Regions from separate parts of the Mus musculus genome. Here regions 1, 2, 3, 4, 5 and 7 are each linked to region 6. Evidence: chromatin contacts called from public ChIA-PET, HiChIP or PLAC-seq and promoter capture Hi-C data. All regions are on one chromosome and are shown on one strand. The core of a region is the stretch at or near the end of the contact, and the rest is flanking DNA. Distances in the headings are between cores, read along the strand shown.

Region 1 (3,708 bases), core at 315-2,814, 980 kb after region 6:
ATTCCGAGTAAGTAGTGGGTTCATGCTTTCGATGTCTGTGAACCACAAGTTCATTACAAATGCTTAGAATTAAAGGGGGAGAATGAATGAATTCCCCCTCTCCCAGTCCTCTTCCCTCTGTGGATCGGCAAGCACTTTCCTATTTCTAGTTCCTAGTTCACAGAAAACAGCCTGCACTTATTTCCTAACTGTGAAACCAAAATGTGAAGCCCCACCTTTACCAATGAGGAAATGAGGCAAAGGAATGGCCACAGGCCACCATAAATTAGAACCTAAAACCCAATTCCTCTGCTCAGGTTTTAAATATATTAGAGAGGCAACGCGGCTTTAAGGGAGGAGTTTGCTTTTTTGTGTATGACAGAGAGGGCTGGAAATACGTCCCATATATTAAGATGCTGATGTTATAAATGGTTATCTTAAGAACTTTATAGATTCTGGGAGCAGAAGCAGCTATTAACCCAGTCGGCATTACTACAGAAGAAATCAAAGACCGGGGTCTTTGATAAGAATTTAAGACACACAACCAATAAGTAAATAGAGCAAGCTTGTCTCGAGAGCTAAAGAGAGTGTGGATGGAGAACCGTTGGCTTTGCCTAAAGGATATATAACAAAATGGCTAGTTTCACAGTAGGTTAGAGATTTTTTTTACCCCCCTAGCAGCCTGGGTCTGCTTTCAGTCTTGCCTCCTGCTTTTCCTGGGGTCTCGAGAGATGGGGGTGGGGAAGCAGAATGCTGGTGGCGATCTGGGCCTACACGTTCTTCCCACCTCGCCCTGGGAATTCCTGAAAACTCCATTCAATCCAGCTTCCCCAAAAGGGTCTCTCTGGGTTCGGTACAATGACGGAAAAGACAGAGGGAAGTGCACCCCTCTCTTCCCCCCTGAGGACCGTAGGCTCTCGGGCGTGACTTCTGGCCTCGGCTGCCCTCACGTCCTACAGGTCTCCTGTTCTCTGGCACGCCTTGCCCCTGTCCTCTCGCTGCTTCCGCATCCCTATCTCAGCCTCTCCCCACGCATCTCAGGCCCTCGGCTCACCGCGCCCCGTGGCTTCCCACGTCCATCCTGCCAGGGAAACCCTGAAGCCGCGCCAGGTTCCCGATTTGTCCCCCTCTAGGGCTGGGGAGCTGGACGCCACCCGGGATTTAGCTGGGGTCAACTCGGCCTCCTCCCGGCGTGCGCTTACCCGGCGGCCGCGTTCTCGAACTTGAGCGCGAGCGTCTCCTCGATGATGCGGTTGTTCACCTCCAGCAGGATCATGGCGGCGGCTGCCCCGGGCAGGGGAAGGAGAAACAAGGGCGGTGAGGGTGGGCAATCGAGGGTAGGACGGAGGGAGCGGCCCCGCTGCCCCTGACGAGGGGGGCTGGGTGCGGTAGGTGAGGGGAGAAGGGGACGGGGAGCGGGGTGGGGAGAGGCGGACACACGCGCTGGCCCGGCACGCGCTGCCTGTAGCAGGCAGCCACCACCCGACCGACCTGGCCCCCGAAGCTTCAACCCGCCTGCCGAGCCGCCGCCGCCTCCGCCGCCGCCTTACTTGACGATCCCGGTCCCCGCCCAGCCCCCGGCTCCAGCCGGCCACTTCCGCTCTCACACCCACTTCCGCTCGCCGCCCGCACGCGCGGCCCCGCGGCGCCATTTCCGCTTCGACCTCGCGCGTGCACTCGCCCGCAAGCGCGTCCCGGTGAGGAGGCAGGCAGAGGGCATGCGTGCGCATGCGCCACACGCCGCCCCGCTCCTCCTGACCAGGAGAGTCCTACGCTCACCTGTCATTCCCCGTTGTCCGTACAATCCACCTGCCCCTTTCGCGAATATTCCAGAAGCCTGATTCCACCCTTCCGATATTATTTCAGAAGCCCCCTTAAGAAGCTTGTTTGGGGTGGGGGGGATCCCTTGCTTCCAACTTGTGGGTGCTTTTTGCTCATTCCGTGCTTAGGGCTACCCTGCAGCACCGTTGTGCCTATTCTTCGCCAGCGACTGTTTAGTGGCCATCTCTCCTTCCCAGGGATACAGTGATTAATGCAATAGATGAGGACTTGACCTTCTAAAGCTTATGGTCTGCTAAAAGAAACGCAATAAAAGCCCGGCGTGGTGGCGCACGCCTTTAATCCCAGCACTCAGGAGGCAGAGGCAAGCCTGGTCTACAAAGTGAGTTCCAGGACAGCCAGGGCTATACAGAGAAACCCTGTCTCGAAAAACCAAAACCAAAAAAAAAAAAAAAACAAAAACAAAAAACCAACAACAACAAAAACGCAATAAATTCCACGTTGTTATTGGGCAATAAAGGAAAGGAATCCAGATGGGCCTTAGGGATTCCTGTCATACCTTTATTTCTTTGCTTAAGTGCCGCCACCGCCACCTGTCCTTTCAGCTTGGGTACCATGTTTCCACTTTTTTCTCTTCCAGGAACAATTTTAATTAAGCCTCTTCTCCATGCAATAAAAAAAAAAATTTTGTTTGATATTGATCAGAGGACACCTTTTGGTAGTCAGTTCCCTTCTCTCTCCAACACATGGATCCTGAGAATTGAACTCAGGTCATCGGGCTTAACAACAGGCACAACTTGCTGAGCCACGCCCTGGCCCTGTTTGTCCAGATTTTTGAAAGAGGGACTTGCTCTGTAGCTCTGGCTAGCCTTGAACATGTATTGGTGTCTCCAAGTTCTGGGATTCTCAGTTCACACCAATATGCCTTTCTTACTTCATTTCAGTTGTCTCTAAAAAAATCTTTTTTGCTGCTTGTGGTGAGGCATACTTTTAATCCTAGCACTCGGGAGGTGGAGACAGGCAGATTTCTGTGTGTTCCAGGCCAGTCTGTTCTACACAGCAAGTTCCAAGCAAGCCAGAACTGCATGGTGAGACCTTGTCTCTTGTCTCAAAGCAAATGAACAAATATGGAATTCTAAGATTTATTATTATAGGGAGAGTACATGTGCATCGTGGTTGTTGAGTGGAGGCTGGAGGACAGCTTTTGGACATTGGTTATCTTCTTCCACTGTGGAATCCTGGGATGAAAGTCAGGTCATCAGCCTTGCCTAGCAAGTACTTTACCTGCTGAGCCATCTCTCAAACCCCAAAGCACAAATGTGTATGCTAAGCAATAGAGTCCCACTAGCTTTGCTAAAGATGACACCTACGACGTGTCTAATCTTTGCCTGAGTTATTATTTTTTTTTCAAGAAGTTGACAACAGCATCGTCTTTCTCACACTGAGGCCATAGGCCCCTCAGGTTTAGGCAGGTTTCTGACAGCTGACCTGTCACCTACAGAGGGACAAGACTCCACCCTTAGAAGGTATTTGTGCTGCCCTTTTCTGAGCATGCACAATCTGAAGAGAAGTAAAGTTTGCTTTGGAAAGCACAGCCTACCGGTTCTTACTTGCTTTTTCTTGCTTGAGTCACCTTAGCCCAATCCTTAGACTACTTCCTTCCTTATTCCATAAATATCCCTGAGATCCCTCTTCTGGACTCCACACTGGGTTGCCCAAGGAACAGATTTTAGCAAATAAGGCCATTCAATGACTGATATACTGCGAAATGAGCAAATATGGACCCGATTTGGTCAGAACACCTACAAACATTGCCTGTATCACCTTACCCCAAACATCCCATTCCACAGCACAATTGTTTAGAAGGAATAAAAGTCTTTAAAGCAGGACATGGTGCCTATGCCTCAGTCTTCAGAAGCTGACCAGGAGGATCATGGTGAGTTTGAGTCT
Region 2 (3,820 bases), core at 1,212-3,711, 830 kb after region 6:
GACCACTCCATCTATCTCCACCGGGATGATGAAGTCCGCATTGTTCACTGGCTGTAAGGAAAGAATAATGGCTGGAGCTGGCGGGGAGGGAATCCCAAGGGTGGAAATCCAGCAGAGACCTCCCCCTGTCAAGAGACTAGAGGCTGAGAGGTGCCAGGCAGGGCCCACCTTGAAGGAGCTGTGCACCAGGGTCTCGTCCAGGTCGATGACGACGCAGATCTTGTCTGAGTCCTGGGCCTTGGCCTCGGGAAGCAGGTACTGGACTGGGGTGTGCTGTGGGGAGGGCTGGGCTGGAAGGGCACCTCTTACAGGGGCTTCCCTCCCCAAATTTCTCTATCTGAGGACCCGACCAGACCTTCTACCCCCTCCCCAGCTTGGAGTCTTGCAAACTGTGAGCCAGGGGTAAGATATATGGATCCTTTTTCCTCACCTCATAAAGTTCCCACCAGCAAGGAAGGCATAACTGTGGGTTGGGAGGCTGCAGTGGGGCTGGAAAGGGGGGGGGGGACCTAGCAGGCAAGCGCCCTCCCTCTGCACATTTTAGGATCTGCACGTGTATCAGTGAAGTTCGGGCCTATACCCCTATCTGTATCTGCCAAGTCTACTTCCGGCTAGGTCTCGGTGCATCCAAATTGCCACAAACCTTAGGGATGGCGCCATTTTCCTCCACCAGCAGGGGAGCCCCACTGTGGGCAGGTAGGGGCTCCCCATCATCCCGGCAGACACAGCAGAAGAGGGAGTGGAGGATGCCCCGACTCCGGGGCTTCTGGGAAACTGCTGACTTCTGGTCACCTGAAGCAAGACGTGAATGTGGGCACACTGGCCTGCAGGGGCTGCATGCACTCCAGTCTCAAATCCCTGAGCACAGAGAATGTGAGCATTCTCCCTCCATCAGGAGACACATGGGGGTGGCTCTGGCTGGCTGTCCTCCAGAGAACCCCGCTTCCATGAGCCCCACCACGGGCCACTTCAGGGCCCCTGCAGCTCAGCGTCTTAAGGAAATCTGGTGTGGCTTTTTAGGAAGGCAGCCACTTTAAGAAGTAGATGGCTTAAGGAGGGGACCGATTTTTCTCACGGTTGGTTCTCAATCATCTGACCCCACAGGTGGACGTTACCTGAGCATCCCCTGCTCTGGACCTTCAGGGCTCAGGGCCCTGTCGTCCACTCCCACTCTCCCTCCATTCTGTCTACCCAGTGAGTCCAAAGTCCCCATTGAGCCTGGGCCCAGAGGCCAGTGTCCCAGGGCTGTCAGCCCCACCGGCCCCACCTCCTTCACCCCGCCCCGTCTCTTTGCAGCGGCCTGTCTAAATTGACAGACCTACCCCCACCAAGCCTCTTCTCTAATCCTTTCTGCCTCCAGGCCACCCCCCCCCCAACCCCCAAAGAGCGAGGAACTGGACAGTGGACAAACCCGGAGTGACTTCCCAATCTTGAAATTCACACAGGGGAGGGAGGGGTGAGCCCCACTCTTGCGAGCCTTAGGGGCTCCGCATAGGCGGGCAGCACCCCTTACAGGGTGGGTGCAAGCGTGCACAGGCCCGAGGCCAACCGGCCTAGCCTGTTGCAGCCTGGGTGTCGCGTGCCCAGCTGGATACAAGGCCCCCAAGTCTGTCTTGCAAGGCTAGGGGCTCTCTGCCTTCGAAGGTGTCGTCTGCACCTCCACGCGTGACGCCCGAGTTTGTGGGAACCTGGCTGTGAGTTAGTTGGCGGGAGATCCCTGCAAGCCTCCCCAGCCCGCTGTCACCTCGGCACCCCTTCCAGACCTCAGCCTGGAGGGGGCGGAGCCTCAGCGGGTGGCCGGGTGGCCGCCTCACCCCCACCTTCTCGTCCCATTGGCGCCAAACTGGGGGAGGGGGTGACGCCCGGGAGCCCGCCAGCCCCTCGCTCGCCTTCTGCCTCAGTTTCCCCACTACGAGAAGCCTCGAGCGCACTGGTGGCGCCAGGCCCCGCCCAGCGCCTCAGACTCTCGCGGAGTTCAAACTCTCTCGGCCGCACTGGCCGGGGCTCGGGCCGGGCCAGGCCGAGGCGCGCGCCCGGGACAGCGGCAGCGACCGCAGCGCGGGGACGGCCCCTAGTCCGGTTCTGCCCTCCCGCCGCCCGCCTACCTTTGCCCCGCAGCGGGCCCCGCGCCTCCTCCTTGCTGATCTGAGTAATGACGGCCGAGCTGTCCATGGGGCCCGGCGCGCTCCGCTCCGGCCGGACTCTGGCCCCGGCGCCCGGCCTCCCCCCCGGCTCGGGCCGGAATCGGGGCGCGGGGGGGAGGGGAGGGTGGGAGGGAGGGATCCCCGCGAGCTTCGGAGGGGAGGGGAGCCAGGTTCTCGGGGGGAGGGGGAGGGAGGGGGCGCGGAGGAAACTTTGTTACAACATGGAGTTTCCTCCCCGCGAGGCGGATGCAAACATGGAACCCGGGCGCCGTTTCAAGGCTTCCCCTTAAAAGGGCAACGGCTTCGGCGCGCCTGGGACTCCGCCGCAGCTTTCATCACTTCTGGGGCCCGGCGGGCTGGGAGGCGGGCCGGGTTGCTGCGGAGATCCAGGGGGCGTCGCCTCTCTTCCTGCGGTGTGCTGGCCGGACCGAGCGTTCTGCGGCTGCGTGGCAGAGCGGACAGCCGTAACCCGCCGCTGCGGGCCACCGAGCCCCGGGACTTGAGGCCCGCCCCAGGCGCCCAGTCGGGGAGTGCCCGAGGACGTCGGGGCTCCACCTCCACGCATTCCAAAGTGCTGACACGATCTGCCTCCGTTTGTTCCTCTGGAAAATGGGATGACGCTAACTTTCTGTAAAATGGGTTTTAGTTTTTTTTTTAATTGAAATATTTTATGTGTATGGCCTGTAAAAATATATATGTTTATGTATGTACTCCACATATTTGTAGTGCACTCTGAGGCCGGACGAGGGCGTCAGATCCCCCTGGAACTGGAGTTAATAGCCGGTGTGGGCCTTAGGAGCGGAAATAGAGTCCTTTTAAGAGTGACATGTGCCCCTGAGCCATTTTTCCAGCCCCTAAAAAATTTAAAGTTATATTTATGTGTGGAGGAGGATACACGTTCTACGAGTGGAGATCAGAAGTTCTCTTCTTCCTCTCTTTGGGAGAGGCATCAAACTCAGGTAGTCAGGCTGGCCAGTAGACACCTTTACCCCCAAGCCTTCTCACCGCCTCTACAATGGGTCTTTTGTCTAACGTTGTGAATATCCCGTTCCCCCCCCCCAAAGGCATTCTTTGCTAGCCCCAGTTATGCAAACTCATCAAATTGTGGAATTGTAGATAGATTGATTTTATTTTTGTGTATGTGTATGAATGCCGGAGCCTTCAATGGCCAGAAGAGGGCGCCATCGCCTGGAGCAGAAGTTGGAGGCAGTGGTTAGCCTTGAGTGCTGGCACCTGAACTCATTCAGGTGGCCTGCATGAGCAGGGACTTCTCTTAACGGCTGATGAACCTCTCCAGTCCTAAATTATGTTCGTGATCCAACTGTAACTATCAGCATTCCCTGCAGTCTCGAGAACATCCCAGGATTGAAAAGTCCACTTCGGCGCCTACCTTTACCGACTGTCCTGTAGCAAATCTCGCCCTCTTCCCCTGCCAAACCCTGGCAGAAGCCGAGCCTCTGCTGCTCAGGGCGCCTTGTATCTTGTACGTGCTGTTCCCTCGGCTTGAAACGTGCCCCTTCGTCCTTGGCAGAGCCAAATCCCATCGAACTAGAAGAAATACCACCTTGTTTAGAGGCCCTCCACCCCCACCCCACCGCCCCTATCTGTGATTATTAGAGGGGCCCCGTCTAGGGCTGGCTGTGCTCCCGAGTGCTCAGGGGACGCCCGCGGAGGGA
Region 3 (3,614 bases), core at 104-2,603, 810 kb after region 6:
TGAGAGGTTTGGGTTTGGGTTTGGGTTTTGTTTTGTTTTGTTTTGTTTTGTTTTTCTGGTTTTTCAAAACAGGGTTTCTCTGTGTAGCCCTGGCTGTCCTGGAACTCACTCTATAGACCAGGCTGGCCTTGAACTCAGAAATCTGCCTGCTTCTGCCTCCCAAGTGCTGGGATTAAAGGCGTGTGCCACCACTGCTGGGCTTTCATTTTTTTCTTAAAGACAAAGTCTCGCTCTATAGCTCAGGCTGGCCTCAAACATATAGCAATCCTCCTGCTTCAGCCTCCCAAGTGCTCAGATTATACACACTACACACATGAACATCACTCATGCTTGTAGCTACCAACTCACAGCCCATAGTAGCTAGCACTCATACTGGCATTGTGAACTAGGGAACGGAACCTGTGGGCCTTTGGGGGGGTTTAAGTTCTTCTTCTCCCCAGCTACCTATCCTTGCATATCTACTGTCTTGTTGTTCTTGGGGTACAACTGTAGAGAATCCTGGGCGCTGCCGTGGGTTTTAGTTCCAGCTTTTAACTGGACAGGAATGTAGTAACACCATAGACTAGGTCATGCCCTATACAAAGGATACCCTCCTGCTAACCAAGACCTGGAAGCCCCCAGAGGCAGATTCTCCCAACCTCAAGTGACAGGGGGATTTCTGAGCAGATAACCTTGGTCTGAGTGAGTCCCAAACTTCTGGGCAGGTTTGGCTTTCACTGCCCACTCTGATATAAAATAGATCATGGTAACCGAAAAATGGAGGGGCCATTTCTAGGAAAGGGGTGATGTCCAGGCCTAATAGGGCCTAGGACACAGCTCCTGACTCTCCCCCTCTCTCCTGGTGGCTGCAGCTTACATCCCAGGATACATGTGCCAAGGATACGACCTCCCAGGAGTGTCAGGGGAATGGTGACACAAAGAAACCATTTCAGATGTGTAAGACATGAACACAGAAATGAGCAGCCAGAGAGAAGTAGTAAATACAGGCACGGAGTCCAAGTCTCAGGACTGTCCTGATTTTAATTGTAGAAATCTGAGTCCCAGGAGCCACCTTGGTCCCAGGGAATCTACACAGATGAAGCGAAGGTGACTTACAGGAAAGGGGGTCTGTGAACTTCCTTCATTGAAGGCCCAAGACAGCCTGCTGGCTTCTTGCTTCTTTCAGAGTTTCAGAGCACCTTACCTCACCCCCAAACTTATACCAAGGTGCTACAGAAAGCACAGGCTGCCAGAGAGAAGCAAGGACCCTGTCCCCTCCAACCACCTGTGGTCACCATGTGTCCCCACCCAATTGCCTTACCTGTCTGGAAGAGGCAGCCACCACCTGGGAGATCTTAGGAAGTTGTGGCAAGCTGGCTGCAGGAGACCGAACGACCTTTGTCCTCACCACCACCCCCCCCCCAGGAACTTCCTTCACCATATAAGGGAAGATAGGGCCCCAGAGAGAATGGATGGGGGGGTGGGGAAGTAGGTGCCCAGGTCCCTGGGAACCTAGAGCCCAGCAACAGCCTGACAGCCTGAGCTGCCGTGTGCCCCGCCCTTGGCTCTGCAGCTTCAGGGATGGGGTGCACTTCCGGCTAGGACCTGGGCTCTACCTGCAGGTAGGCAACCCCCACCAGGGCTGGCCACCCTCCAGCCCTAGAGAAGTGGCACGGGAGTCGGGGGTGGGGTGTGGCGGGGCGAGGGGGCACTGGATGGGGATGGAGTAGGACTCCTGGGGTCTTGTAGCTGGAACTCAGCACCCAAGGCCAGAGTTCACACTTGGGGTTCCCTTGGGACAGACAGGTGGGGCTCCTGGCACCCCTGCAGATCTCTCCTACTCAGCATGACCCTCGCTCAGTGGGCACAAGGGCCTTTCCCTTCTTCCTCCTTTCTGAGTGAGCCACGACCTCCACTTTTATGAGCTGCCATAAACCTGTGCCTTTGAACCCTGTTCTGCCGCCTGCCTTCTCCTCGGAACAAGGGCCTCCACCTCCCTGCCCTGGACCTGGGGATCTGCCTTGCTGCCCTCTGCTGTAGGTCTCTGGAAACCATGGCCTGCTTCCCCCTCCCTGCCTCTGCCCCCTGTAGATCTTCTGCCACCTTGGAATCGTGGTCTCCTTTAGGAGGGAAAGATGAAGATCGTGTTTGAGGGCAGCCTCTTCTTGACCTTCCCAAGAGCTCTGGAGACTGAATGTGTGTGTGTGTGTGTGTGTGTGTGTGTGTGTGTGTGTGTGTGTGTGCGCGCGCGCGTGCGCGTGCTCATAGTCAGCAAGGACAGTAAACATACTGCAGGTGCTGTTTTGTTCAGAAATAATGTAGCACCCGTTCTTGTGAATGAAAAGGGGCGTCTGTCCACCCAGTTGCAAGCCAAGCGGAAAGGAAAAACTCCAGGATAGATAATCACCCGTGAGTCACTGCTCATAATCTCTTTTGAGGTGTCTCAGATCCCTCTTCATTTTTTTAAAAAAAGATTTATTTATTAGTATATCTAAGTACACTGTAGCTCTGCAGCTGTCTTCAGATGCACCAGAAGAGGGTGTCAGATCTCATTATGGATGGTTGTGAGCCACCATGTGGTTGCTAGGATTTGAACTCAGGACCTTCCTTCGGAAGAGCAGTCAGTGCTCTTAACCGCTGAGCCATCTCTCCAGCCCCAGATCCCTCTTCAGTGTGTGCGTTGTACATGTCTTCAACCAGCATGTGTAAGCACAATGTTTACCAACACATGCACCTTTTAAGTTTCCTTATTTATTTATGTGTGTATGGGTGTTTTGCCTGCATGTATGTCTGTGTACTATGTATGTGGTGCCTGTGGAGGCCAGAAGAGGGTGTGGAACCCTCTGGAACTGGATTTACAGATGGCTGTGAGCCACCATATGAGTCCTGGGAACTGAATCTAGGTCCTCTGCAAGAGCAGCAAGTGCTCCTGGAAGCTGAGCCATCTCTCCCTCCCAACATATACCTTCTAAAAGAATTTACTAATTATTATTATCATTGTAACTATTATGTGAAGTTGTATGTGAAGCTCAGAGAACAACTTTCAGGAGTGGGTTCTCGCCTGCCTCTGTGGGTTCCAGGACTAGACTCAAGTCTTCATTTTTCTATCTTCTCACAGCACATGCTAAGGACAGCAAAGGTCACGCTAACCAATAGCTCAGGACTATATTCAAACTCTATCCAACTATTGTCATTGTTAAGTGTTTGCCCTTAAACTGTATCCACTAGTCGTGTGGGTACGGGCTCAGTGATGCTACAGCGCAGCACACACTTGGTAAGTGCAAGATCCACTCAGTTCCCACATTACACAAAAGGTTAAGAGTCTCTAAAAGCAGGGTTGGAGGGGTGGCTCAGAAGTTAAGAGCACTGGCTGCTTCTCTAGGGACACCTGGGTTCAATTTCCAGCATCTGTAACGGCAGCGTGATCACAACTGTCTTTAACTCCAGCTCCAAGGGATCTGACACCCTTGCACGGACATACACGCAGGTAAGACACCAGTGCACATAAAGAAAAAACAAAAAAAACAGGGCCAAGCTCTGCACCCCAGCTGGCCTGTGTGTATAATTCCTACACCTCAGCCTCTCAAGTGCTGGGATTAAAGGCGTGTGCCACCACACCCGGCTGAGAATATATA
Region 4 (3,868 bases), core at 186-2,685, 710 kb after region 6:
GTGAAACTGGCCTTTGGAAGTGTCTTTAAACTATGCTGCTTCCAGTATGGTTGTGAGTGTAGCCATTCAGTCAGCATTATTTGAGTGCTTACCTTACTGTAGTAGGAACTGTCCCAGTGGTGGGGAAAACAAGTGAACAGGCCTCACCAAATACTTGCCCCTGACTTACAGAGTACAGACAACCCACAAGTAAAAGTAAAATAAAATATAAAAGTCTAGTAATTAAACCGTGGGATCGGTGCTCTATATGAGAAAATGTTGGGGTTACAAGCTACTATGAATATGGTCGGAAAAAGTCACTCTGAGGTAAACTTGTGTGTATGTATGGAGGCAGAGTCCTAAGAAAGACATTCCAGGTAGAGAATATGTAACAGAAAAGTTCATATACTTCTTGGTCGGAGCTTAGGGAGCAAGTGACAAAAACCAAGCCCATAAACGTGACTAAGGACCACATCATACAGGGCTTGTAGGCCAGGGAAGGAGTCTACTTTCTCTAAATTTAACCGAAAGCCATAGTACGACTCTAGGGAGGTATAATACATGATTTGCTTTTCTTGTTAAAAGATAAAACGCGAGGCGTGAGGAAGTCTTTCCTCATGCAAAAAGCAAGTGGCTTGAGCTAGAAGCCCATTTCCGAACCACTGAGATGTGCCTAGGCGAGGAAGTCTAGGATCACGGGACCAGAGCGAATGGCCGTGGCAGTATCCTCATCCCCGCCGACGCCCAGCATTCACAACCCGCGTCCAGATAAACTGACGCCAGGCGCAAAGGAATCAATGAATGGCCTGCTGGGGCAGCGCGGGGCGCGGGACCAGGCCTTGGCGCTGGCAAACAACGCGAGAGGCCGCGCGCCAGGCCAGGAGAGGGGGCGGGAGGGGATGAGAGGGAACAGCGGGGGTCCGGCTCCGCCACGGTCGGCGTGTGGAGACCCCCAGACCTTGCGACTAGGGGCAGGAGCAGCTGGACTCAGGGCCCGGATCTGGGAGCTAGAAAACAGGCTGAGACGGACATCCGAGCGGGAGCAACCACTCACCGCTGCCGTTGCCAGGCTGTGCATGTTTGGAGCGGCCGCCGCACTCCTCCTCCCGCCGGACGCACCGGACCCGCGTCCCAGCTTCAGCGGCTCTGATGCCCAAGATGAAGTGCCGCCATCCGCCTCCGCCTCGCTCCGCCCCCTTCGCGGGCCTTTGACCTCTCACCTCTGACCCTCCGCCCACCCAGCCCTTTCCCGCCTCCCGGACCTCGGCCTAGCAAATAATCTCAAAGTATGTTCTTTGAACCTTCAGATTCGGGATCAAAATGACGTCTGCAAACTACTGGCCCTCGTATCCCCACAGCATCGCAGGTAAATCCTTTGAGAGACGTGAACTCTGACTTTCTCCCGAAGGCCAGACAAGGGCGGGAAAAGGCCAGCAGGCTTGGAAGGACACGAATTGCGCATGCTCAAGCGGTTGCGCGTGAGGAAAATGGTAGGAGGGCCAAAGTTGGTAAAGTGGACGGTGCGCATGTGTATTACAGTGTCGTCACGGCGGGGGCGGGGCCGCCCGGGTTAGGGGCTGGGCATGGTGAGGGGCAGAGCGAATGCTTGAGGGGCGGGACTTGCGCGCTTACGCGCACGCGCCTGGACTGGTTGCGTCGAGAGTGCGTGCGTCCGTACGTGTTTGCGTGTAGTCATAGTTCCCGCCATCAGCGGGTTTAGGTGTGCTAGGAGAGAGACCGGCCTCGCTCTCTGGGGCTAGTAGAGCCCCTTCCTTCCGAGCCTTTCGGCTCCACCCCCTCCGCGGGAACTTTGTGCTTCCGGCAAGCTTGTCCGGAGCTGGGACCCTCTAGCGCAGGTAAGACGAGCCGGGACAGCTTCTGAATTGAGCCGTTTTCCCCGGCACCCCCACCCCACCCCTGCGGTCCGCCCACTCGGCGTCCACTTCAGAGTTCTCCCGGCTGCTGCTTAGCCCGCCCCGGGTCCTTGGATACCCAATGCCTTACAGGTGCCCCGTTCGAGTGTTGCCCCCTTTACTTCTCCTTTAACGCGTCCGTGTTGTCACTTGCTTTCTGCATTCTAAATCTGGCCTCTCTTCACCAAGGTTCAGGTGGTCTCAGCGTACCTCCCTGCAAGGCCTGCTGTCTTTACAGGTGACTTTGTTGCCACATATCCATTAAAACCTTGACTGCGATATTCACACGCCCGCTTGACCATTCTTTACTTTCCTACTCCTCTTAGACATTACTCGCTGAAAGGGAGTGTAATTTTTGTCGTGCCTTTGGTTGCTACCCATATCTAGCCAGGACACTGACGGTGTCTATTGAACCAATTTTAAATCAAAATCTGGAGAAAAATAAAAAGGTAATAAAGTTCCGTGTCGTTGGAGAGTTGTACTGTAGTGTTTTTCAGATATTCCTTTGGCGAGTTAACAGTACCTGATGAGTCTATAGTTGAAAGAACTAATCTAAGAGGGAATGTTAAGGGGGCATTTTGGTTTATTGTGTTAAGTATTAGAGGAGGCTTCTGGGCCAGACAGATAGGCTCTAGTGTGTTTGTATGATGTTTGTCATTTGTCATGTTAATATTTGGGTGAATATTCAAAAGAATAGTGTTGCATACTGGCAAAAGGAAAAGGAGGGACTGAAGACCCAAGGACAGATGTAATCAGTTGGTAAGAAATTTTGTCAGGGTAAATGATTTGGTTTTGGACTGGGGTTCTCCCCTGTTGTACTTCCATTTCTCTCTAAGCTTTAAATTCTGCTATATGTTGATAACTTGAGATTTTCTTATTTTCAGCTCCATATTCAAATAGCCAACTGTCTGCTTAACATCTCAGCTTGATTTTTTCTCCCCTTAGGAATTTCAAATATGATACCTTTAAAAACTGGAGTCAATCTGTCTCTTGTACCCAAATTCTCTCCTTTCCAGTGTCCACTACACCACAAGCGGCATGCATGTCCATTTTGATGACACATAGCCATTTGTTCAGTGACACTGGGTAGAAGCTTGAGAAGCAGTCTTGATTTCTTCATCCTATGTGTTCATATCCTTTCCAAGTTCTGTTTTACTTCTAATATATGTTTTGCATTTATTTCTGACCTTCTTCACTTTGACTTTTCTAATTCAAACCACAGTTCTTTTTCATAGGGACTTGATCTCCCTTATTCCTATTCTCACCTGTAGAATAGGAGTAAGAGTTCTTAGCTTACCTGGGTAATGGGAGGCAGGGGCAGATGGATCTCCGAGTTCAAGACCAGCTTGGACTACAGAGTGAGTTCCAGGATAGCTGGGGTTGGGGGGGTGGCGGTACACAGAAAAACCCGTCTCTAAAAACAAATAAACAAAAGTTCTCACCTTAGTGGATTATTATGAGTGCTATAAACTCCCTAAAGTATTGACACTCAGAATCTGTCAAGTAAGAATTATTATTGTAATTATGAGTTAAAAACACTACTTTCTTATCTGATCTCCCTGGGTTTTGTTTTGTTTTGTTTTTCTTGTTTTCTCTTCTTCCCAAACTCAACACTATCCATTCATTCAAATAACGTATACTTTCTTTGCTTGAAACCCTTCAGTGGCTTTCTCATTGCCAAGGTGCTCATTACTTTAAGATAAAATGTAAAATAATGTTCTGGGGATACAGTTCAGTTGCTGGATGCTTCCCTAGCATGCATGAATCCCTAGGGATTTTTTTCTTTGTTTATTTTTTTATTTATTTATTTTTTTTTTTTGAGACAGGGTTTCTCTGTGTAGCCCTGGCTGTCCTGGAACTCACTTTGTAGACCAGGCTGTCCTTGAACTCAGCAATCTCTGCTTGACTCTGCTTCCCAAGTGCTAGGATCAAAGGCGTGAGCAGTGCGCCACCACCGCCAGGCAAATCCCTAGTTT
Region 5 (4,050 bases), core at 789-3,288, 910 kb after region 6:
GGGGTCCCACTCTAGCCCAGGCTAGCCTTAGACCTGCCGTGTAGCTGAGAATGATCCTGATCCTTCGGCTTCTACTTCTGAATAGACATTCCTAGAAAGAAACCGAATGCTCACCAGAGCCTTTGAGCAGGCTGATTAAGAGACTAGAATTCCAGTGACTGTGTAGAGGGTGGAATGTTTGCTGGTCCAGAGCCTCGTTACAATTGATCTTGGGTTGTCTTCAGCCCCTAAATAGCCATTCCTTGCCTACCTCTGTGGCCTAACATTCAGTGACTAATAGATGAAACCCTTCTATCAACCCAAAGGCTGAGTCTCATCACACAGCCCTGAGGCCTAGAGCTATAGTTGAGATGATCCATTTTGCTATAACTTCCTACTTAGTTTTTCCAAATGTCCATTTGAAAAGTGCCTCAACTAACACTTTCTTTTCTACCGATATAAAAACTTTATCAAACTTAGTATGGTTATGCACACCTTTAATCCCAACACTCAAGAAGCAGAGGTAGGCAGTCTCTCTGAGTTCCAGGGTAGCCTAGTCTCCATACTGAATCCCAAGTCAACTAGAGTTACATGGTGAGACCCTTAAAACAAAACCAAAACCAAATCAAAACACCCCTGTGGTGGTTTGAATGTACTTGGCCCAGGGAGTGGCACTATTTGGAGGTTTGGCCTTGTTAGAGTAGGTGTGGCATTGTTGGAGGAAGTGTGTCACTGTGGGCATGGGCTTTAGGACCTTCATCCTAGCTGCCTGGAAGCCAGTCTTCTAGTGACTTTCAGATGAAGACTTAGAACTCTCAGCTCCTCCTGCACCACGCCTGCCTGGATGCCGCCTTGATGATAATTGCCTGAACCTCTGAACCTGTAAGTCAGCTCCAATTAAATGCTGTCCTTATAAGAGCTGCCTTGGTCATGGTGTTTGTTTACAGCAATAAAACCCTAATTAAGATGACTTTCCAACCTCCTCAAAACTTCACCAAACGATTCCCATGTTGGAACACAGACTTTTGGATAACCTATATTGGTTTTCTCTGACCATGGCCACATATTTGGCTCCTCTTAACCTCTTTGAGGTAAGTTATTTTATTATTAACATTCCCAAAATATCTGGCATTACGGGCACATGCCACTTCCACTGTTTATGCAGTGCTGGAGATGGAACCCAGGACTGCTCGCACCCTAAGCCAGCATACTGCCAACTGCTATAAGATTATTTTTACTTCCCAGTCACACATAGTGAGCTGTTAGTGTAAACACACCATGAGGTTTGCAAAACAGAAATTTCCTAACCTAGCACATCCCTGTCATTAAGTGACACATGACTGATTCCAAGCATAGCTTCGGAGTCTCATGCCTGTGTTTGAAGTTTTACATTTGAAAAGGGCGGTTAGCTTACAAGCACAGAATTCTTAGTCACCACAGACTTTTTTGTGACTTAAATTTTTCTTTTCTTTTTTTTTCTTTCTTTTTTTTGTGACTTAAATTTTTTTTTCACGAAATAAGAAGTTTTAAGAATGAATTGATATAAACATAGCATAGCCATGTGATACAATATTGTGCATCATTGAAACTATTCTTTTGTTGTTTGGTTTTCCTGGCATGGGGATGAAACCCAGCTGGGTCTCTCACATGGAAAGCCAGAGATCTACCACTGACCTACGCCCCTAGACCGAAAGTGCTGAAGATCAGTTAGTGACAAAAAAGAAAAAGAGGGAAAAAAAATCAGTGAAATCTGACTATGTGAAACCAGGGTCAGTAATTGCAACACTTGGGCTGAGGCCGGGTGACAAGTGCTGGAGACCAGCCTGAGGTACATAGCGACATCGCTCTTTTACCCAGAATACAAACAAACAAAAAAACAAACCCAATAACAACTTTTAAGACAACAGGATTAGCTCTAAAGCCCCTAGCGCAAATCGCTGATATGTAGGCACTGATGACGCATAAATAGCACTTCTTACTGGGGTGGAGTCTGGAATTCATGGAAAGAAGTTATTTTTTTCCCAGTGAGTTTGGGTTTTCGCTGCGAACCGGCGTTGCTTCCAGTAAATGTGAACCACTCACACCTGGGTCGTGGTTGAGGTCTGGAGGGGACCCCAGCGCTCCCTGGAGGTCTCGGGGTGCCGGGCGGCTCCTCCCCACTGGCGGCGGAGAGAGACGGGGCGGGGCACGGAGCCCCAGTCCAGCCCGGCCCAGCCCAGTCCTCGCCAGCGCCCGGAGGCCCAGGCGGATCTCACGGTCCGGAACAGCGCAGGCAAGTGAGGGGGCTGCGGCCGTTGGAGGTGGGGACCCGAGACCGGCGGGGAATGGAAGTGGCCTGGGGCGGCGCTGCGCCCAGGCGCCCGAACTTTTCTGGCACGCGCGGGCCGACTCCGGTCGTGCTCCGGAGCCAGGCTAGGGTCCTTTCGTTCTGCCTGTTCCGGTCTTCACTTTCCATGTGCGCCCGGGCAGGACATATGGCCCGGGCTTGTGGCGCAACCGCATTCGGTGCGCACCCGCGAGCTGACCCGCTTCTTGTAGGGTGCTCCTCTCAGTGGCTGAGTGGCTTGTTTGTCTGAGGACGTGTCCCCCACTCCGGGGCCCCAGAGTGGCCGTGCAGCAAGTGAGAATGGAGGCGGTCATGGTCCTCAGCTGGTGGGGAGAGGGAGGGAGGGAGCCAGCCAGAGGCTTGGAACCCACCCGGGGCTGTTCGAGCTTGCCCTGGCGTCACCAGGCTGCGTAAAAACTGGTGATGAGAATCTGTCTAAGGTGGGGGGTGGGAGGAGGGAGCCCTAGCTCAGAGAAGCCAGCGGGCCAACCTAAGGTCTAAAGAAGAAGCCATTCCTACTCCTAACCTGGCCTGCTCCTGTTCCTTTGCTCTGTAATTCAGAAGCCTACCAGAAAGTACAGTCAAGCTGATGAACTGTGGTTGGTTGGTTGGTTGGTTGGTTGGTTGGTTGGTTTATTTATTTATTTATTTATTTATTTATTTATTTATTTGAGACAGTTTCACTCAGTAGCCCAGTCAAGCCTTGAACTTGTTGCCTCAGATCCTTAAGTGCTGGGAGTATTACAGGTGAAAGCTGTCTTGCCTGGCCCTGGTGACCTCTTTAGGTCAGAATAAAAAATAAAAAAAAAAAAAAAAAAAAAAAAGAAACAGGGAAATGGGAAAAGGGAAAGCAGGTTTGGGAGGGCCAGGAGGGAACCAGAAAAGGAGGAAGGAATGGAAGGCTCTCTGCCAAGGCAGAGCCTGGACTGTCTTCACCAGGTCTTGTTCCCCGGGGCATCCTTCCCCAGTCACTCACTCCACTGTGGCCTATGGGTGGTGGTACCCATGGGGCTGAGGGTCAACCTAAACACCGGATAAGTGGGGAGAGCTGTCATGGAAGGTCTGGCAGGTGTCTGGTTCTCTGAGACTCTGAAATATTTATCTCAGTGGTGAGCTTTGGTTTCAAAGCTGGTGTCTTTGGCCTGGCCAGTGGTGGCTGGGCAAGCCAGGTGCTTCTTTGTGCTGCTTTGTCTGCCTTAAACAGGCCACCATACTCCCTCTCCTCTTCACTTGCCTGTTCTTACCTCTCCAGTCATGGGGCCCTGGTCTTGCTTTATAGTTTCAAGGGAGGTGAGACCATTGCTTCAAGGGTCCTGATTTCCTGTCTGACTTCAGGGCTGCTCATGTAAAACTGGGCAGATCAAAGAGGTAATAAAATATTAGTTGGCAAGTAGTTGGAGAAGCTCATGGGCTAGGGTAATAGGCACTTAGGCTCAGCTTCCTCGGTAAGAATGGGGGATCCTCAGATAGAAGCCATCTATAGCAGAGCACCTCCCAACCCAAGACCTCTCACCATGGGCCCTTAAGACAGAGTAAAAGCACCGGGACTGAGGGACTGAGTGTGTGGTGGAGTGGCCTGAGTTATAGGGCAAGTGCCTGCCTCACAAAACAGTAACAACACTGGGGCACGGCACCTCATCCTTCTCAGAAGAAAGGCAAAAGGAGGATTGCAGGCCAGGCTGCAGACCTGGAGCCAACCTGGGCTGCAGAGTGAGACCGTATCTCAACAAGCCAGCGTCGAAGCG
Region 6 (3,963 bases), core at 1,232-3,731:
GAGCAGGCTCGGGCTGTACACATCCGGGGAAGCTATGGTTGCTAGTTTGGCCTATGATTCATCATCATTCATGCCTGGATCAGAGGAAGGCTTTGCTATTCCTAGCCTGACCAAAGAAAGCTTTGGTGCTCTCCCATTGGTCTGGGGTGTTGGTCCCTGACATGGCTGAACCCATGTCAAAAATACACATTAGCTCAGGGTGCCATTCACCCCCTCCATGCTCACTTGGGTCTTCTTTGGCTCCCCACTCATGGACAGACATATTGCAGGGAAATGTTCTGATGATTAAAGGAAGAGCATGCTTCCTGTGAACCCTGATGGGGATTAAAAGGCATAAACTTCCGGAGACCCTGCCTGGACCCTCCCTCCTTTGGACCCAGCTGTCCATCATTACTATATAACTGCAATCAACCATAGCCAGGAACACAAGCTGGTGAAAATTCCGAGTCCTAGGGACTCTTCTGACATGGAGGTGACTTGGAGGGTACCTCAACCCCAAAGTCCTTGATTTTTTTTTCCTATGCCAAACACCATGAAGATCCAAACAAAACCTTTCTTCTTCTGTTTGTTTGCTTTTTGCAGTTCTAGGGTCTGAACACAGGGCCTTGTACATACCTAGCAAGCTCTCTACCACTACGCCGTACCCCCTAGCAGAATAAAACATTTCAGAGAGGGACTTTGGTCTATCAGCTGCTCAATTGCAACTCCCTGAGGGCCCCATCTCTGAAGTACAACAGTTCATTGAATGAATACATGCTTATCAAATGTCCCAAGTACCATACTAAAAACCAGGGACCCAAAGAAGGACGCAGCATAGTCCTTGCCTTGGCTCATAAGCTACAGCACATACAGGTGTGCTGTGCATATACTAAGTGTGAGTGGAAGCTGTGGGGGCTCAGGTGGCTCCTTATACATTGCTCTGCTAGCCTTGTACACAATCCTGTGCCTGTCTGACCTCAAGACTGAAGTGGTTACCTCAGTTTTACAAAGAACGGAATCTGAAGGCCAAACAGGTTTAGAGTTTTGCCTAATTGTTCAGATCTTTTTCTATCCCTTGTGCCGTGTGGGTTCATAGGAAACGAGAAGATCTTCAGAGTGGCCACTGTGTCCTGTGATCATCAAGACTCATTCCTTTGCACAGACCATGACCCATGATTGCAAGCGGCTTAACCAAATGTCCGTGTCCATTTTCTTTTTACAGAGGAGACCCTCTCCCAACCATGGTGCTAGGGATCAAACCCAGAACTTCACAAATGATGACAGCATGCTACCAACCGAACTACACACTCAGCCTCTCCCAACGAAATTCTCCTAACCAGATGTCAAGGACTAGAAAGAGATCTTGTGAAATGTATTGTATTCTTTTCTATGACTTCTCTTAAGTCAAATGCCACTAGCTACTTTGTTGATAGAACGTCTGCCATTGCTGTATATATTTCGGCCTTGTGTTATGCTGACAAACAGCTCTGTCCCTAAGAAGAGAATGGAAGCCCATGCTGGTGAAATCTTTTTCAAGTGATGACTACCTTAGGAGTCAGAATTTTTATGGCCATGAAAACCAGCACCTGGGCTCCTCCTGAGGGATTTTTTTTCCGGTGGGGGTGATGTATGTCTGAGAAAGCAGAAATAGTTTTTAGAAAGGCCTGTCCTAGTACGAAATGGAAATAAAACGTAGAAAGGAGGTATCTCTTCGACTGTACAAGCCAAGAACTCAGTGACACTAAGTCACTTGCCCAAGGTTGCATAAGGCCGACCGGATGCTGTTCCAGAGGCTCCAGGTTCTGTGCTCCACCGCAGCAGGTAGGTGGTCGAGGCGGGGAGCTAACTAATAGTGACGGCGCTAATGACGGAGCCTCTGACCAGCGAGTGGCCTGGCCGGTGAAAGGTGGCAGATTCTCGCGTCGGCCCTCACAGATTGGCTGCGCCGCTCGGCTTTGAGGGATAGTCTACCGGATCGGCACCCTGGGGCTCAGGCTCTGTAGTTCTAGGTCCTCGGCCTCCTACAGGTGTGGGCGAAAGCCTACCAACTCGGCCGGGGACCAGCAGGCGGCGGTCTGCTGTAAGGGGGTCTCGGGCGACCAGTCCCAGCTGCCCAACCCGCCCGAGCCCGGGAGGCGACGCTGGGAGGACAGCGGAGAAGGCCGGGGACAGCCGCTTTTGAAGGATTGCTTGAGCTTCATCCGCCCTAAATCGGAATACCTGCACCATGAGCGTCTACATGACGCGGGTGCATTCGAGACACGCTCCGCCACCGCACCCTGCGTCTCTGCTTCGGACCTTCGGAATCCGGGACATCGGCTCAAAACTAGGAACGAATATGGGCCGCTGCTTCTAAGCCAAACCCGACAGGTGAGAGAATCCGGAGCGGCAAGGGGAGGGGATACGCCTAGGTTTCACTCCCCTGGTGGCCACCTATCCTGACGGGGATGTAGTCTTTAAACCACCCCGCCCCATGGTGGGCGGGCTGAGCGCGCAGGTCCCGCCTCCTGCCTATAAGAGCGGTGCGGCACTGCAGCTCCGCAGATCTCACCGAGACCCGTGACCCCGACTCTACGTGAGACGTACAGCCCAAACTCATCATGGTGAGTGAGGCCCCGCCAGGATCTCTCCGGTCCTATAAACAAATGTCCCGCTTCTCTGGGGGAACCTTCCACTAGAGATCTGAAGACCCTTTCCTTAGCATTCCGAGTTTCCAGGAGATGTAAGAGTTTTGCACTTCCCCCACCTCTCCCGGTGACTTTGACCTAGTGTGTTGTCCACCTTCAGAAGCTGGGGACTGAGGGAGGGTGTTTCACTAGCAGAGAGGAGCCCTTCTGTAGTGTCCTCCTGCCCTACCAAGCGTCTGTGTTCCAACCCTCCTGAGGGGAGTCACGAGGTTCCGTACCCAGTGCTCTCCTCCGGCAGCAGAAGACCTGCTCAGCTGCCCCCGCCACCCATACCCCCTGAGTGAGTCCCTGGAACTGACCGAACACGTGCCTGGCGCCGGTTGGTTTAAGGGGTTACTTGGTACCGCACCCCGTCTTCCTCCGTGTGCCTTCTTCCCATCTACACCCCCCACATGACTCAGCACCCCCTCCTGAGCCAGGAGGGGTGGCGGGAATGGGGTTCGGTCTCGGGAGGCCAGCGGGCCCCTCCTACCCGAGTGCGGGTGCTCGCGGGTGCTCGGAGAACAGGCAGAGACAGCTGGCGCTGATCGACAGCCCCGGCCTCGGCCAGGTGGCGGGGGAAGGGAGAGAGGTGTATGAAGGGGTTTGTATTTATAGCCCGGAGCGGGGGCAGAAATCCAACCCGAGCTTTCAACTGGGAAGTAACTGGAAAGACTCCAGTGGGAGAGCAGACGTAGGGCCCAGGTACAGATGGCGTTCCCCTGGCTTGTGCAGCAAGGCGGGTTTCCTCAAGGGCCTCCTAGCAGGTTCCACTTCCTTTTCTGGGTATTTAGAAATTGTCGTGCCCCACCCCGCCCCCACGCGCCATTTGGTTGTGAAAAGGGAGGCGCACAGGTTCTATAGACCTGGGCGTTGCAGGGGTTAAATTATGGACCACCTAGATGTAGCCTTAAGTTGCCAGGGCTCCAGTATGTATACCTGTATTGCCTGCCCCTGCCGTCAGCGTTTACCCGTATTATCGCTGCTATTTCCATGTGGGCTGAGGCGAGGATGGAGGTGGTGAAGCAACGCAGAGTGTGAGGGTGGAGGTGGGGAGAGGAGCCAGATGGGATTGATCCCTCAGGGCCAGATGGAACTTAAAAGTGGAGGTTCTAGCATCCTGAAGGCCAGAATGGTCAGTTGATACCAGATGGAAGGTTGAGACACCTCTTTGCCCACAGGAAAGAAGGGGAGAGGGTTGTGAGAATTTTCAAGGCAAAGATTAACCAGGGAGGAAGCTGCTGGCTATAAACTATAAAACATATTTCTAGACGCTGCACGATCTGGAAGCAACTGGAAAGTCTTCTGTCTCTCGGTG
Region 7 (3,561 bases), core at 156-2,655, 930 kb after region 6:
AGTCCATCCCTTGACTCCAGCAATTTCCTTCCCTTGGATTCAGCTCTCCACCCGCATTTCAGAGAAGTTTCTAGGTCCCCACACCTTTCAATGCACTCCCCACTGGTAGGCAAAGGGAGCAGTTAAACTCACCAGGCTAGCCCCACGGCTTTCATGGGGTTCTTGCCCCTCTTTCTGGGAATGTATTCTAGCTCAGGGGAGAGGGGCTCGGGCTCCTCCTTGCATTCTGGTGAGCTGTGGCTCTGCAGTGCTCTGGTCCTGTTCTGGGAAGCCTTGTTAGCTGTGGCTCCAGAGAGGATCCCTGTGAATGAAAGTATGGCATGTCAGTATGGGAGATGAGGAAGGGGAGTGACTGCAGTCTGGAGTAACAAGTGCAGTGAAGAATCTAAAGAGAAATGGGAAAATCGCCATCGGGTGACACCTTTGGAAGGCTACTTAAACGTCACTGCGGGCTCCTCACCCTGGTGCCAAGGCAGTGAGCTTCGCTGCTGTTCTATTCAGAAGTCAGGCTGGGAAGGACTGCAGAGGAACTCACCGGAGACATACGTATGAAGGAAATCCGGGGAACTGTTTTAAAACTGCAGGACCTTAAGCTATCCTTAAGGATAACTAACTCCATCCCGTCGAAGAGGAAGCTGAAGCCCGAAGACGAGCTGCTTCGCACAAGGTCAAACCGCTAATTACTCAGTGCTAGAACTCAAGCCTCCAGATGCCCAGGGCTCTTTCCTCTGCACTGCGGTGAGTGTGAAACCCCTGGGGCGCGGGAGTCTAAAGGTTTCTTTGGTACCCTCTCTAGCAATAAGACCCTAGACACGCCGCGCAACCTAAACGCAGGAGTTGGACTGGGTGACCTCTAGAGCATCTTTTCACCCCCAGACTCTCTAAGATCTTGCAGAGAGGTGTGGGCAGCAATTGGCATGCTGACTTCCTGCTGTCGCGCTGGGTGGGATATAAAGGAAACGGAATCTTTTAAAACCCTGCCCTCCCGAGGGTCCCTCTCCTTACCCCGGAGGACGCGGGCATTTCTCGCCCCCCGGCCCTTCAGCGCCGTAGCAGCTACCACCGCCGCCATGTTCGGGTCCCACCCCCCTTCACTGCGCTCCCCGTCGGGAATTGTAGTTTGCGTAAGGGGCCTCCCCCGCGCCTTCCGTCCTGCCTACAGAGCAAAAACTACATTTCCCAGAAGTCCGCGTAGCGGGCCCCGGAGAACTACTCCTCCCAGGAGACCCTGGAGGCGCGCACGCTCGCTTGTTTCCCTTCAGCTGGGGGCGGAGTCATGTAAGGTGGAGCTTGGGCTCTCCCGCCACGCCCCGGCCTGGTCATCCTAGTTCTGCCTTATGATTGGCGGCTCTGTTAGTCCACCACTGTCGCCATTGGCCCGGATGCCGTCGCTCTTTCGGCCGGGAGTCACCTACGCCTACTTCCTCCCGGGAGGAGGGGCTCGAGTTCCGCGTCGTCGCGCAGAGCTGACTCTGGGAGGCGTTTGGGCCCAGAGAAGTGGATCGGTAGCTTTCGCCGCATGGAGTCCGAATCGGAGAGCGGAGCGGCCGCTGACACCCCGCCTCTGGAGACTCTGAGCTTTCACGGAGATGAAGAGATCATTGAGGTGGTAGAGCTGGATCCAGGCCCGCCGGACCCGGGTGAGAACTGACGCTCCTGAGGCCACGGGACAAGAGGCGCTCACCCCTGGCCTCTGACCCCTGCTTCTCCCCAGTCCCCCCTCCCCCCTTCCCTACCGGTCGTTCCTACCGACATTTCTCTCCCAGACCTCCTCCCCTACCCCCCACCTTTAGTTTCTAGGCCTGGCTGGGTGGGGGTTCCCTGACGCCTCCCCTAGCCCTTCCCCTCACACACCCCCTTCCCATCATGCCCTCTGTCCTCTCTTCCCACACGGTCGCTGGCCAACACCAGATCTTCAGACCTAGCCTCTCTCCCCCTCCCCGCCCCCCAAGTGCTCTCTTCCTGCTCGGTACGTGTGAGACAACATCTTAACCTTTGGCCACACGACCCACCCTAGCTTCACCTTTTTCATTCTTTAACCCTTACCCCATTCCTTGTATTATCTTTGGAGCTCCATCTTTTAACGCTTCTCTCAAAGCAGATGATCTGGCCCAGGAGATGGAAGACGTGGACTTTGAGGAAGAGGAAGAAGAAGAAGAGGGCAATGACGAGGGCTGGGTCTTGGAACCCCAGGAAGGGGTGGTCGGTAGCATGGAGGGCCCGGATGATAGTGAGGTCACCTTTGCATTGCACTCAGGTAGGCCTTTGAACATCTCAGATCAGTGCAGATGGGCTTTTGAGTATGGCCTGTTGGTCCTAGGCAGCTATTATAAGAGACCAAAGTGAAAGCCACCTACTTTGGCCTGCAGGATATTCAAAGGAAGGGCCATAGGGCACTGGGGTTAAGTGTGACCCCTGGGTTCAAATCCTACCTCTGCTGTTTAGCAGTCTGTCAGCTTTGTTAGCTTTCTGGATCTTGGTATTCTTTAAAATATATATATATATATATATATATATAAAATCTTGTATGAAAGTGAATGGAAGTAACCTAAGTGGAAATTAAAGGTAGTTTACATTCCAGAAGGGGCATTAATAATAATCTCGGATGCCAGCCTCATGAAACTCTCATAACTTAATTCATACCTAGCCTGGTATGGCCTGTCCTGTCAGCTGTGCACCTCAGAGAACGTGGTAAGGGGAACAGCACAGCAGGGGGCTATGCTCCAGAGGAGGTCACAGCTCTGTGGGCTCTGGAAGGGTTTCTCTAACAACCTGAGGCTCCAGACAAGAACTGGATGCAGCTGTCCCAGGAAAGAGCAGCTATGGCTTTGGGGAAAAAGGGAGTGTGCTTCCTGAAGGTTCTGAAAGACAGAGCTCTAGGTGAGAACCCGGTTCCATCCCCATTCTCATGGACTATGTCTTGGGACAGCGTCTGTGTTCTGTGTGAGCCTGGACCCCAAAACCAACACCTTGGCAGTGACAGGGGGCGAAGACGACAAGGCCTTCGTGTGGAGGCTCGGTGATGGAGAGCTGCTCTTTGAGTGTGCAGGTGAGAGGCTGGGGAGGTTGTGTTCCTTTGGATGTCCTGGCAGGGGGCCCCTGAGAATACCCAGCTGCCGTTTACCAGCCTCTGTCTTGTGCCGGATTCAGGGACCCACAATGGAAGAACTGTTTGGCAGGCATTTGGACAGGACATGCTAATAGGCCAAGAGAGGCTGGCTGAGATGAGCATGGTGCTGGGGTAGGAGTAGACAGAGGCACAGAGAAGATAGGCTCTGGTTGCTTAACAGTGGGGCCAGTAGTATCTGTTCTTGGGAAACGGGAGTGCTAGTCCCTGGAGCTGCAGCAAGTTTGGCCCCCTTCTTTGCTGAGGTCCTCCTACTTTCTTTTCTGCTCAGTTGCCTTTAAACAGTGACTAGATGCATGGGTCACTTGTCCCCAACATTTAGGTATTTTTTAATGTTCTTTTTTGCCACCTTTTTAAAGGTTATATAGTTGGGTTGGCCTTGGATGTTGGCAAGGCTGGCCTCAAACTTGGTACATCTCTTAGGCAAACTTGAG

The links. Promoter capture Hi-C pulls out the DNA fragments that hold promoters and counts their contacts. ChIA-PET counts read pairs in DNA pulled down with a chosen protein or histone mark. HiChIP or PLAC-seq counts read pairs in DNA pulled down with a chosen protein or histone mark.
Region 1: an RNA polymerase II ChIA-PET map of memory CD8 T cells shows a contact between it and region 6, with 95 read pairs. The contact joins the promoter of Arpc2 here to the promoter of Tuba4a in region 6. A contact is called at or near these places in 3 of 39 promoter capture datasets (liver, neutrophils and pre-B cells), 4 of 115 datasets of contacts at active chromatin or transcription factors (bone marrow-derived dendritic cells, bone marrow-derived macrophages, memory CD8 T cells and 1 more) and 2 of 9 other capture datasets (adipose tissue and liver).
Region 2: a promoter capture Hi-C map of erythroid cells shows a contact between it and region 6, with 4 times the contacts expected there. The contact joins the promoter of Ctdsp1 here to the promoter of Tuba4a in region 6. A contact is called at or near these places in 4 of 39 promoter capture datasets (erythroid cells, liver and pre-B cells), 2 of 484 Hi-C or Micro-C datasets (CD4 T cells and liver), 4 of 115 datasets of contacts at active chromatin or transcription factors (bone marrow-derived macrophages, memory CD8 T cells, pancreatic cancer cells and 1 more) and 2 of 9 other capture datasets (liver and pancreatic islet).
Region 3: a contact with region 6 is called in a FOXA1 HiChIP or PLAC-seq map of pancreatic cancer cells. The contact joins the promoter of Vil1 here to the promoter of Tuba4a in region 6. A contact is called at or near these places in 1 of 484 Hi-C or Micro-C datasets (liver) and 2 of 115 datasets of contacts at active chromatin or transcription factors (bone marrow-derived macrophages and pancreatic cancer cells).
Region 4: an RNA polymerase II ChIA-PET map of memory CD8 T cells shows a contact between it and region 6, with 22 read pairs. The contact joins the promoter of Cnot9 here to the promoter of Tuba4a in region 6. A contact is called at or near these places in 8 of 39 promoter capture datasets (the C10 cell line, the HPC-7 cell line, HPC-7-derived erythroid cells and 3 more), 1 of 484 Hi-C or Micro-C datasets (embryonic stem cells), 4 of 115 datasets of contacts at active chromatin or transcription factors (astrocytes, bone marrow-derived macrophages, extraembryonic endoderm stem cells and 1 more) and 2 of 9 other capture datasets (adipose tissue and liver).
Region 5: a contact with region 6 is called in a promoter capture Hi-C map of the HPC-7 cell line. The contact joins the promoter of Tmbim1 here to the promoter of Tuba4a in region 6. A contact is called at or near these places in 2 of 39 promoter capture datasets (the HPC-7 cell line and liver) and 1 of 115 datasets of contacts at active chromatin or transcription factors (pancreatic cancer cells).
Region 7: an RNA polymerase II ChIA-PET map of memory CD8 T cells shows a contact between it and region 6, with 23 read pairs. The contact joins the promoter of Aamp here to the promoter of Tuba4a in region 6. A contact is called at or near these places in 1 of 39 promoter capture datasets (liver), 1 of 484 Hi-C or Micro-C datasets (CD8 T cells), 3 of 115 datasets of contacts at active chromatin or transcription factors (astrocytes, memory CD8 T cells and pancreatic cancer cells) and 2 of 9 other capture datasets (adipose tissue and liver).

Annotation. Positions count from the first base shown.
Region 1 is chr1:74,234,373-74,238,080 of GRCm38.p6, reverse strand. It overlaps Arpc2 (actin related protein 2/3 complex, subunit 2), which reads right to left and starts at 1,564. Exons shown (of 10, transcript NM_029711.2): 1 at 1,182-1,564. The coding sequence starts at 1,255.
Region 2 is chr1:74,390,250-74,394,069 of GRCm38.p6, reverse strand. Ctdsp1 (CTD (carboxy-terminal domain, RNA polymerase II, polypeptide A) small phosphatase 1) reads right to left here and starts at 2,461. Exons shown (of 7, transcript NM_153088.2): 1 at 2,106-2,461; 2 at 644-792; 3 at 169-273; 4 at 1-51. The coding sequence starts at 2,172.
Region 3 is chr1:74,407,123-74,410,736 of GRCm38.p6, reverse strand. Vil1 (villin 1) reads right to left here and starts at 1,353. Exons shown (of 20, transcript NM_009509.2): 1 at 1,301-1,353.
Region 4 is chr1:74,503,627-74,507,494 of GRCm38.p6, reverse strand. It overlaps Cnot9 (CCR4-NOT transcription complex, subunit 9), which reads right to left and starts at 1,435. Exons shown (of 8, transcript NM_021383.5): 1 at 1,034-1,435. The coding sequence starts at 1,057. Usp37 (ubiquitin specific peptidase 37) reads left to right here and starts at 1,674. Exons shown (of 24, transcript NM_001310662.1): 1 at 1,674-1,835.
Region 5 is chr1:74,302,324-74,306,373 of GRCm38.p6, reverse strand. It overlaps Tmbim1 (transmembrane BAX inhibitor motif containing 1), which reads left to right and starts at 2,038. Exons shown (of 12, transcript NM_027154.5): 1 at 2,038-2,251. All of the region lies in intron 2 of Pnkd (paroxysmal nonkinesiogenic dyskinesia), which reads right to left.
Region 6 is chr1:75,217,812-75,221,774 of GRCm38.p6, reverse strand. Tuba4a (tubulin, alpha 4A) reads left to right here and starts at 2,481. Exons shown (of 4, transcript NM_009447.4): 1 at 2,481-2,582. The coding sequence starts at 2,580. A630095N17Rik (RIKEN cDNA A630095N17 gene) reads left to right here. Exons shown (of 3, transcript NM_001243090.1): 3 at 1,202-1,680. The coding sequence ends at 1,315.
Region 7 is chr1:74,282,582-74,286,142 of GRCm38.p6, reverse strand. It overlaps Aamp (angio-associated migratory protein), which reads left to right and starts at 1,405. Exons shown (of 11, transcript NM_146110.3): 1 at 1,405-1,640; 2 at 2,102-2,257; 3 at 2,930-3,049. The coding sequence starts at 1,520. Pnkd (paroxysmal nonkinesiogenic dyskinesia) reads right to left here and starts at 1,109. Exons shown (of 10, transcript NM_001039509.1): 1 at 1,006-1,109; 2 at 133-301. The coding sequence starts at 1,072. It overlaps Gm28364 (predicted gene 28364), which reads right to left. Exons shown (of 2, transcript NR_168296.1): 2 at 3,429-3,561.